Regions from separate parts of the Rattus norvegicus genome. Here region 1 is linked to region 2. A link is a contact called in public Hi-C data. All regions are on one chromosome and are shown on one strand. The core of a region is the stretch at or near the end of the contact, and the rest is flanking DNA. Distances in the headings are between cores, read along the strand shown. Region 1 has its middle 58 kb from the start of Fbxo38. Region 2 overlaps Sh3tc2 (SH3 domain and tetratricopeptide repeats 2).

Region 1 (5,907 bases), core at 3,272-5,771, 470 kb after region 2:
CTTGGGTATGTTATTAATTATTGCTCTATTCAGGCTGCTCCAAGTTTGATACTAATTGCTCAGTGAACAAACTGTAGATCCAGATAATCACCAAACCTAATGTGGCTCCTGTCATGTTTGAATAAATTAATACAAAGTAAACAGCTGCCTCTATGTCACTAGACAGCAGTGACTTTTCCCAGGTCATGAAACTCAGAAGATATGACTGCTCACTCACAGGAGTTGGCTGGTCCACTGGGTTAGCCTGGTGGGTAGATCCCACCCCAGAGCTTGGGGCCTTCATCACGCTGAGAGATGATGACTCCTCCCTGCCTATGCTTCTTTTTCTCCTGGGCCATCTTGAAAGTTTCTTTCATCTGTGTGATCAGTTAACAGTGGGCAAACATGCATCGATTAGTATAGAAGGGGATCCTGCACCAAGCCAGGAATTAAGTATTGGGTTCAAGCCAGTTTAAGCCCTGCCCTTAAATCAGGATATCACTGTTATGTATTATTCAATATCTGGATGTCATTAAGGAGTTTCATAGGAATTGTGTCATTTAATGGTCATAACTCTCCAAAGAATTTGGAAACAATTCACACAATAAGTGAGAGGCAGAGAAAAGGTTTGAACCTGAGCATTCTGTCCCAAGAATTCTTAAGTTCCCCACACATCAACTTTATATCCTAACTATCCCATATTTATGCACTTCACCTTGGAAAAGTCCCTTTTCTGAACTCTGTTTTCTTTACCAGTAAAGATTCCTCCACCCACTCTGTGTCCAACATCATGATAGATGTTGACTTTACCCTTCCCCAAAGGTGTCAGGTACACAGGGATAACTTGCCTGGTTGGGTCACACAACTAGTAGGTGACAGGTTTGAAGCTTTGTTTGCTAGCAGTGTGGGATCGCTTTTCTCTCCATACTTGTTAAATCTGAGGATGGAAGGATGTGTTCGCAAGTGTGTTCACAGGCAGGTGGGGTTTGGGCCCACTACTTGGAGAAATACTGAGAAAACTGAGGCATGAACTCTTGCTTCTGCATGGATCTACATACAAACAGGAGCCTTGAATCTCAGGAAGGGGGCATTTACTGGTGGCTATCCAGATTCTTGCAAATGTGTGTTCATGTTTATTTCATACATAATTATAATTAAAAATACATAAATTCATATATATTTCCCATCAAAGAGAAAACACCTGTCTTAGTCAGGGTTTGTATTCCTGCATAAACATCATGACCAAAAGCAAACTGGGGAGGGAAGGGATTGAATATTCAGCTTACACTCCACACTGCTGTTCATCACCAAAGCAAGTCAGGACAGGAACTCACACAGAGTAGGAACTTGGACACAAGAGCTGATGCAGAGGCCATGGAGAGAGGCTGCTTACTGGTTTGCTTCCCCTGGCTTGCTCAGCTTGCTTTCTTATAGAACCTAACACTACCAGCCCAGGGGTGGCCCCACCCACAATGGGCTGGGCCTGTCCCTCCCACCCCCTTGATCACTAATTGAGAAAATGCCTTACAGCTGGATCTCATGGAGGCATTTCCTCAAGGGAGGCTTCGTTCTCTGTGATAACTCCTGCTTGTGTCAAATTGACACATGAAATCAGCCAGTACAACACCTAAATTAAAATTGTGCTAATCGTGGAGACTTGGGAATACACAAGCAAACCATGGCAGGACCTCTGTAGGCTAAAACGCTTGGGAGAATTTGTTCCTTGTTGGCAAGGGAACTAAGTCGTTTTCAGTGTTCAAAACCCACCACAGCCTGTCAGAAGGCTTGGCTCATTTTCTATTGCTGTGATGCACGCCATGACAATCAAGAGCAACGCAGGGTTTCAGGGGGAAGGGTTTATGTAGTTTCCAGGTCCTGATCACACTCAGTCAAGGAGGACTCAGAGCAGGAACTCGAGCATCAGCAGAGCTAGGAATCATGGAGGAGCTCTGCGTGTTGGCTTGCTCAGCCTTCCTTCTCATACAACTCAGGACCACTGTGGCACCAACCACAGTGGGATGGGTCCTCCACCATCAATCTTTACTGGAGAAAATGCTGCCCAGTGTTGCTTACAGACTTACCTGTCAGCACCATGGAAACAATGGAGGTTCCCTCTTTCCAGATGACCCTGGCTTGTGTTGAGTTGACAAAAACAAAACAAAACAAACAAAAACAAAAACAAAAACACCACCACCACTACCACCACCACCACTACCAACAACAACAAAAATAGCACAAAAAAGCACACCCAAATGTCTAACTAGGAAGTGTGCCCATTGAATCTAAAGAGTGCAGTGATCCTCCAGCTGACCTCTGTGTGCAAAGTCAGCACTGGTTTCAACCTCCGTTCTGGTTATCTTGACAGGTGAATCGTTAGTTCCTATCGTGGTTATCTTTGACAGTCAGCCTGGAGGGATAGAATCCCAGGAGGTTAGTAGAGCACCCCTCCAGTGTGTCTGTGAAGGTTTATTGAGAGAGGGTAAACCAAGGGGGAAAGAATCACTGGGAATGCTAGGAGTACAGTTCCATAGGCTGGAAAAAGAAGACTCTACTTCCTGTCCATGATTGTGAGGCACTTTGCTCTGTCATGCTCTCCTGCCTCGAGAGACCAAACCTTCTGCAACCCCAAACACCTGTCCATATCCCCTCAGTTATGGGTGGGAGTGAATCATGAACCCCTTCCCCACTTCCCCAACAAAACTTCCTACGTGATCAAAATACCAGGTTCCTTTCTCTTCAGGACATGATTTTTTATGAGTTCCACAGGACAAGTGCCATTGGTTGCCGGTGAAAATGTTCTCTTTCTATGGAGATTGGCAGAGTTTGGGTGATGTGCTTTTGTGAGGTCCGAGTTGAACCTCTTCCAGGACCTCTTGAATCAGACTCACAGGGGCAGTGATCAATGTAAAAGCAAGAGAAGTTTAATTTTGACATGTTGGGGTCCTCCCACTTCAAGGGGAGACGACCCAAGCAGACTCTGACAGGGAGTTATATACCTTGCAAACAGTTGAGGCAGAATTCAAACAATTGGGGCAGAATTTGTACAACAGTAACTAGGCAGGGTACTGTGTGCATTTGGTGGATGGAAACAACTTTCAGATCAGACTCAGTGTAACATTCAAGACTTTTCCCAAAGTGGAGTCAGTTGGAAGCCACAGGTAGCTTTGTGTGACAGTTTGGCTTGTAGCTGTTCTAAGAACTAAACCAGCTTTTTTCTTCCCGGATGGGAGGGGTCCTTGTGCTCGGAGGTTTGTGGTGGGAATTTTCCCATTGGCCCTAGATTGGCCTCAACTCTGACTCTTTGACTTTGAGTTTAGCAGGGTGGCATTACGCACACCGTGTCCTTGGATCAAACAGACCTGGGGCTCTGAGCCACAGTTTGTTTTAATTTTTCATATGTGAAATAAATCTGAGTAGCCAACACTTATAGTAGTGAAAAATAATTAGGTAAATGAAGTCATGGATGTCATGACTAAATATGGTTCCAAGCATTTTCATCCATCAATAAATTGAATGGCATATGATCTTTTACTATTATCATGAGCTTTCTGCTGTTTTTTTTTTCCTGCACAGGATCTATGTCAGGGAAATACTCATTCCTCAGTTGCAGAGCATAGCTCTGTTTCAGAGCCACTTGGTTCTGAGCCACTAATCTACGTCAGTCCATTCAACAAGTTCATGAGCCAGGCCAACAGGTTTTGATGTGGGTCTAGGCCAGGCCCTGTCACTTACATACCGTGCATCTCAGGATCCAACTTCAGCATGTCTGGGCTTCATGTTTCTTCTTTGAACAGTTCCGACTTTTTTGCCTGCCTGGCATGGCTTGCCAAACTGCAGTGTTCTTCAAAGGGCCTGTGGGCCTGAAGAGCAGTCAATGGGCACAGAAGTGTGTGCTTGTAAATCAGGTGTGTGGTTTTCACAGTGGAGGAAGAAAAAGCAAAACAAGGAATTTTCTAGGCCTTGAGGTTTTCTAGGTGTTCCCAACAAAGGAAATAAAAGAGGGAAGTATTTCAACCATTTGGAGCTGCGTATATATGACCACCAACATGACATGCTCTTCACTGTACGAGCTATGGAGGAGAAGATGTATTTGGAACCATGTTAACTTTGCAGGTTGAGCCTCTGGAATGTGCCGGTCCTGTACATTGTGCTTCCTTCTCTATACAGTAATCCTGTGAGGAATATATCCTCCCAGCTGCGCAGGAGAAAGGACATGCGTTGTGAGGTGGAACAATTCGCCAAATGTGACATCATCAGTGACCAGCAGAGTCTGATTGGATGTTGAGTCTGTCAGGATCCATTGGAATTCTTAGCATGTTGCAAGCACAGCATTTCTAGATGGCGAGATACACAAACATGGTATGGGAGAGAAGCTTCAGGGATAAATCCAGCAAGGTGAAAAGTTACACAGTGCTGAGGGTGATGTCTCTGTATCCGGAATCAGATTGCTGATTGCCTGGACCACAGCACCATCTTTCTTCTCTCTCCAGAGTTGCCGCTGCAAAACATTAAGTCATCTCGCTGTCCAGCATCCTTCTGTCAACTGTCACGAGCCATGCAATGGCATTTCAGTTACTGATGAGTCACATGTATGGCACACTACTCCCACAGAGTACTGAAACTGGAAAGATCTCATTTACTGCCGACCTTGTGCTTTCTGTGTGTTATAGTGTTCAGGGCATTCTGCGCAGGATTTTTAGCTCAGTCAATGGCTGTACCGTAGAACTCAGAGTGTAGTAAGGTACAGTATCTAGCCTTGTGCAGATACCTTTTATGGTGTTTACACAATGATTATATTGCCTATAGCCTTAATAATACACTTGACAGGATGCATTTCTGTCATTAAGCAAAGCATGGGTATACTCTCAAGGAAGCATCCAGTCAGAAAAAACCTATCCAAGGTCATTTAGACCATTACTTTGATCAAATACCTCCCAGGCAGCTAAAAGCCAGAGCATCTCACAAGGATCTGCAAGGTTGCCTCACCCCAGTGCTGGTCCTGGATATCTGGCAGATATCAGCTCCCTCCACTCCTCCCTTCCCTTCTGTTCCCTCACCCCATGCCCTGCCCTAACCCTTGCTGTCCTTCAAAATGGCAGCCAAGATCTATCTTAGGGACATTTGCATATCTCCACAGCAGAATGCACTGAAGATGCAAGGCGTTGTAGCACAACACTGAGTACATTGTCCCTAGGTACTAGGAGGGATACTCAGCTGGTCATAGTCAGCTCTAGGACCAACAACACTATATGTGGGTGTGGCCACTCCTCTACTGAAATGTATTTGTCCTCATAGATGCTAAAATTCCTTCCCAGTGAGAGACACAGCAATGTCTATCCCTTCTCCTAACATCCCAATGACATACTGAGGCACAATTACACCAAAGTTCATTCTGGAAAACCAATGATTGATTATATTGGGCTTCCTTACAGAGCATATATGAGGGGTAGTTGTAAGAGTGTGGCCACTTCTCCCCCAACTGGACACATCTGGAGTTCTTTACCCAGCAGGGTTGAGGGTTTCCCCATGGCCAGAAATATGGAACAAACCACACACACACACACACACACACACCACACACACCACACACACACACACACACACACACACACACACACCACACACACCACACACACACCACACACACACACACACCACACACACACCACACACACACACACACACCACACACACACCACACACCACACACACACCACACACACACACACACACACACACCACACACACACCACACACACACCACACACACACACACACACCACACACACACACACCACACACACCACACACACACACACACCACACACACACACACCACACACACACACCACACACACACACACACACCACACACACACACACACACCACACACACACACCACACACACACACACCACACACACACAC
Region 2 (5,638 bases), core at 2,758-5,257:
GAAGACTCTATCCCTGTGCCCGCCATGGCTGCAGAGTCCCAAGGAAGCGCTGTACTATGCCAAGGTGTATTGTCGCCTGGGCCGACTCACTTTCTACCAGCTGAAGGTAAGAGGTTGTCTTCCATGATGGCTTTTTTTTTTTCTTTGAGAGCTACTGTTCAGCCATTCTTTACTGAGAGAGTTAGTGAGGGGACTTTGGAGTGGAGGTGAGAGGACGAGTGAGGCCAAGATGATCAGGTTTTAGTCACAGGGTAGGGAATGGTTTCTCTGGGGATGTGAGGACTTTTTCTGTTAAGCCCCACTGGAGAAGTGAAAGGCGTTGAGAAGAAAGGTCATACCTCTCCTCTACTATAATTCCTGTGAAAACTTTAATGTCAACTGTACCCCATTTCACATAAAGCTCCGGGAAATTACTTCATATAAGGAAGGCACACACACAGGAGTATGCTGGAGATAATCATGTATGGCCATGTTGGATACAAGGATATTTAAGTCCTGAGAAGTTTCTTGTCTTGAGTCTCTTCCTCGCTGGGCTGGAGTCCAATCTAGAACTCCCAGTGGCTTCTGGAACTGAGGTGGTAGCCTTCAGTCCCGTTATAACTCTGACCACCCCTCCTCCCCCAAACTGTGTCCTCAAGTTTGGCTTCCCCTTCCAAAGGTCCTTGTCACCCCAGCATAGCCCATAAACTTTTAATAGTGACTTTTCCTGAGTCTTGTCTAACTCTGACCACAAATGGAGACTCAGGGCAGCTCCGCTGACCTTTGCCTACTGGTCAGACTGTTTCTGGCCTTCAGTAATTATATAGGATAATGAGAACCAGGAGTCTCTTTCTGAATCCTCCCCAGACAAGCATCTGTTTCTTATCCTCTGTGTAGAGAGGGACAGGCGGCGAGGTGAAGGCCCACTTAACCACCATGCCAGAGCAAGTGGCTCAGGGACAGAGAATGCATGGTCTGGTTGCATCAGCCAAGGAGTCTAGGTACCGCAAAGGGAAAACCTGGAACAACTGTAAACAGAAGAGGCGGTTTACTGACTCCCATAACTGGAAGCTGAGGTGCAGATTTAGTTTTGGGTACTTCTGGATTCTATTCCTCCTTCAACTTCATGAATACCTCTTATCTCCTCCTTGACGCTGTGTGTTCCTACTTCTCTGTGACTCTTGGCCTCAATCTTTGCCAGCCCCTGGGAGACTGATGCCATATTCAAAAGGAAATCGGCCATTTTCCTTGTTGGGTTACACCAAAAAGTCCCAGAGGGGGGTGGACTGTCCAGTGCAATGTTGTATCTTGATTGGAGACGGGGAAGATGCCACCTCTGTGCCTGAGGAGGAGGGACACTGTGATTGGTAATGCCATCAGAGCCTGAGTACATCAAGGGAAGACCTCCTTTGAGGCATTGGGATGTGGGGATGGAGTAACTGAACAATGTCAATGATCTCAGCATAGAGCTTAAGCCTGTCCTGTAAGTACTGCTAATGATGTCTCTTCTTTGCCCCATGGGGTTAGGATGCCCATGATGCTACTGAATACTTTTTGCTGGCACTAGCAGCTGCGGTCCTGGTGGGTGACGAGGAGCTGCAGGACACCATTAAGAACAGGCTAGACAGCATCTGCCAGAGTCCCTTGTGGCACAGCAAACCCTTGGGGTGCTCTTCAGAGAGGTCACGGTGGCTCAGTGGTGGGAGCCTGGCCCTCTGAAGAGACCCATCCCCTTCTTGACCATTTTGCCATGGCTAGCTGCTGCCTTCCTGCCCCAAGTTCTTAGATCTGGGCTGGGAGGATTCAAGTTATCACCTCATTTTATGGAGAAGAGCAATGCCCAGAAGGAGAAGGGCTCTGTGAAGGGCATCTTGGCTCTACACTTTGCTTCGGGAACTTTGCCCAGGTCACTGTGACTCTTCTACACAAACAGCTCCGAGATGCTTTCTCTCAACCCAGCTCTGGAGAAAGGAGGAAAGCAGGCAGTGCACTGGGGAAAGTGTGAGCAGACTGTCTTGGCACCCTCACCAGTGTTCTCAGGGAAGACCCTTCAGTGTCTGTGGAGGAACCCATTGTTTCTCTCTTGCTTTCTTCAAAACCGAAAGGAGTCAGTACTCGGTGCTCATGGAGACTGCTGGCAGAAGGTTCCAGCAAGGTTTTGTCTCAGGAGATGCATCCACAGAAGGGTCAGGTGGAATGTCCAGAGGTCCAACTGGGGTCCATGTTCTCCATTCTACTTGAAAGCATGGCTCCTATAAGACTTTCCAGAAACTCGAGTGAAGCTTAACTTGGTCTAAGGCTTGTGAATTCTGCCATACATCATATGTAAATACTGTATATTATTAAATATTGGCTATTTACATTTATATACCCTTTTGTCTCCTTTATCTTGGGGGTGGGGAGAGAGAAGGTGACTCTTTTACAAAACACCTCTGTGAGTTATCTGTAACCACACACCACACCGAGTGGCTTGCAACAGCATTGATTATCTATCTCATAGTGTTTGGAGGGCAGTAATCCCAACGTGACCTCGCTGGGTCTTCTGGCTTAGGGCGGCTTACAGGACTGAAACTAAGGTGTAGGCCGGGGAAGGAGTCACCTCAGGTGCAGCTGTAGAGAGAGCTGCTTCCACTTGGTTCACATGGTTGTTGGCAGGAGTTGGCCAGTTGGTTGTTGCTGGCAGTTGGCCAGAAGTGAGCCACAGCCATGATAGCCAGGATGGCCAGGCCACCCCATGATAGCTCCTCCTGTCATCAGAATGAGCAAGGCAGAGAGGCACCAAAGAGATCAAACGAGAGAAATTATAATCAAATTGAGAAGTGGTACCCATTTGCCTTGTGCATTGTGTTCATAATAAGACAGCATCTATCGGAGTCGCTTATGGCATAGCGGTCAACTGGGATGCTCCTCAGAGAGGATCAGCTAATACAAAAGACAGGTTTGTGGTTAGCAGGGGCACAGAAGTCAGGAGGGGAGGGATCAATGAGATCATTCTAGAATTGTTTACCATTGTAACTGAGTTCTTTGGTAATGGAACTGGGCAGTGAGACAAAACTGTGTTCACTGACTAGAGTTGGCGTCAGATGATTGACAGCTGAAATGCAAATTCTGTGTCTGTACCCAAGACAACTGAATGGAACCCCCTGAAGCCCAACTCCCTATCTCTCACAAACACCCCCCAGCCATTCGAGTGCATAGCGAAGCATGAAAAATATTCTAGGACAGCTCCTAGACAGTGTGTGAATTGCTCGGTGAGCAAGCCGACCATGAACTTTTCGTTCCTGCTCCTCCTAATTCTGGTTTAGTGAGTCACATGTTTCAGGAGCACGAAGTTTGAGAGAGCAATTCAGGGATCACAAGGTGGGAGGTTCATTCTTGCTCTGAGCAGTGTAACATGTGAGGAGGTCTGGCCATCAGCCTCTTCACCTGCACATAGCTGCTTAGATTTAACTAACCAACTGGATCACATGCCTTTGTGTTTGGACTTTTCAGATGACTAGAGGTTGTCTGTGTGGTGGGGGTGGGAACGGATGGTATACTGAGTCACCATTACATCTAGTCACCAAGGTTATAGTTGTATCAACATACATACACACACACACACACACTATATATATATATATATATGTATATATATATAACACAATACACATATATATACTTATATATATGTATTTATATATACACATATACACACACACTATATATACATACATATATACATACATATACATACACACACACATACACATATATATATATACACACACACACACATATATGTTTCTTGGTGGGGGGAAGAAATTCAATCCTTGTTGGCTCTTCTCTCCTCTAGAGTGTTCCTCCCCAGAGAGGAAATGGAATTCTTCGATCTGCTCCTGTGTAAAAATGATGCAATTCTGCCCCCAGTACAAGCTGTAAAATCTAAGGAAACAGGGAGGAATGTTGTGGTTGAGGCTGGCTGGCCTAATCTCCCATGCAGAGTCCTTGCAAAAACATTCCTGAGGGATGGTCAAGGCCCTTGAGTTCCAGAGCAGTTACACATCTTATATTTGAAGAAAGCTCTCTCGGCCTGGAAGCCAAGCCCTAGCCATTGCCCATCTGACTCAAGTTACAATCTCTCCCCTTTTCTGCTGATGGCTCACTATCCTCTGGCCCGAGCTGCTGCTGTCTCCAAACTGCTCAGGCTTTTGATGTTGGTCATGGGGATGAAGACTGCTATGGAATCTTACTGTAATTAGTGTAAGTTGATGTTATCCTTTAAGCCCTACTAAGATTGGTTCCCTCAGCAGCTATAGCGGATTCTTCATTTCGAGCTCTGTAGTCATTTACAAGGAACTTCCGGCCCATCAGATCTTCCTCATGTGTACATGAAACATGCATTTGCACCTGTGTACATGAAGGGGCATTATGGGGATTTTATATTTCATTGTAAGTTTTAGCTAAAGTGTTCTGTGCATTTTGATTTATCCGATAAATTTGCCTGTAACCAGGTCAGATATAAATGATCACTGTGTTTCATAATAAATAATACCATTACACATTATATAAAGACAGGAGCCAGGCCTTTTTTTTTAAATAACTAAGACATTCTACCAGATAATTATAATATATATATATGTATATATATATATATATATTATAAGTCACTTGTTAAAACAGTTGTGAGATGTCCGTAGGAAGCCTTAAGCAAGATGGGTAGTTTCTTTTAGAATGGTGTTGATTGTCTTTTATCTTTATATTTCCCCCATTATCCACAGACATCAGAAGGGAGCAGGCTTGACCTGTGTTTTTCACAGCCATGGCTTAGGTATCCTAGCCTACTTCCCAGAACTTTCGTGGGCTGCCTGACTCCCAGCTCCTCGTCTCTTATCAGTGGCACTTTCAGGAGGACCACTTCCCCGTCCAACATCCTGAAACCAACTACCACTCTTGGGGCTTCTCTTATGCAGGCAATGTGTTTATCTTGATACAGACATTTGTATATGCACATGTGTGTGTTTATACACATATGCGTGTGTTTGTGTCTGTGTCTGTGTGTGCTTGTGCTAACTGGATGTAATGTCATTCATTTGTTTATTTGGGGAGGGAATGGGCAGGGGTGAAGGGAGAAAAATGGAACAGATCACCAGGGAATGGGAACCTTTGATTCCATGTTTATGGCAGGGAGACTCTGCAGCTCAGAGCTCTGACCTCTGAGGTCAGTCCCCTGACTGCTCCTTTCCCACGGAGTTCTTTCTGTCCTTGTCCTGCATGACCAGGTTTGGAGATGTCATCTGTGGGATGAGATCAGATTTTCATATGCCCTGATTTTGTTCTTCTTTCTATGGCTGAGTAAGCGAAGAGACAGAAGGTAATTTTCCTCCCAGGCACACAGGTAGTGGCAACACACAGCAGTGCTCCAAGGGTTCTGATGCGAGACTAGGTTGGGGGAATGAGAAGGGTTTCTGCCCTCCGGAGCCCCCTTCATAGTGTGTAACTGTGTCTCACAAGCACCTGAGCCTGAGTTTATCACCACATACAACACTAGAAGAGTCGTTTATCAAGCTATTTATACCTATTCAGTTTGGGGGTTTTGGCTGGCCCTTCTTTCCTCTTTCCCTTCATTTCCTTTGCTTATATAAATTAATTCTATAAAGGATGACTGGTATACACACAC

What was found. A called contact is a pair of places that touch in the nucleus more often than the background predicts.
Region 1: a contact with region 2 is called in a Hi-C map of Schwann cells, with 4 times the contacts expected there. The contact joins two enhancer-like sites. A contact is called at or near these places in 4 of 12 Hi-C or Micro-C datasets (the A7r5 cell line, Schwann cells, frontal cortex and 1 more).

Annotation. Positions count from the first base shown.
Region 1 is chr18:58,212,865-58,218,771 of GRCr8, forward strand. It overlaps a transcript of Htr4 not described here. Among named protein-coding and RNA genes, the nearest start is that of Fbxo38, 58 kb to the right of the region's middle. Within about 2 kb of position 4,522, at least 3 of the 93 cell types and tissues checked have an H3K27ac peak or open chromatin away from gene starts, as enhancers often do. A contact at or near this core is called in Schwann cells, where this site is marked.
Region 2 is chr18:57,745,389-57,751,026 of GRCr8, forward strand. Sh3tc2 (SH3 domain and tetratricopeptide repeats 2) reads left to right here. Exons shown (of 17, transcript NM_001427096.1): 16 at 1-106; 17 at 1,507-2,347. The coding sequence ends at 1,698. Among named protein-coding and RNA genes, the nearest start is that of Sh3tc2, 61 kb to the left of the region's middle. Within about 2 kb of position 4,008, at least 12 of the 93 cell types and tissues checked have an H3K27ac peak or open chromatin away from gene starts, as enhancers often do. A contact at or near this core is called in Schwann cells, where this site is marked.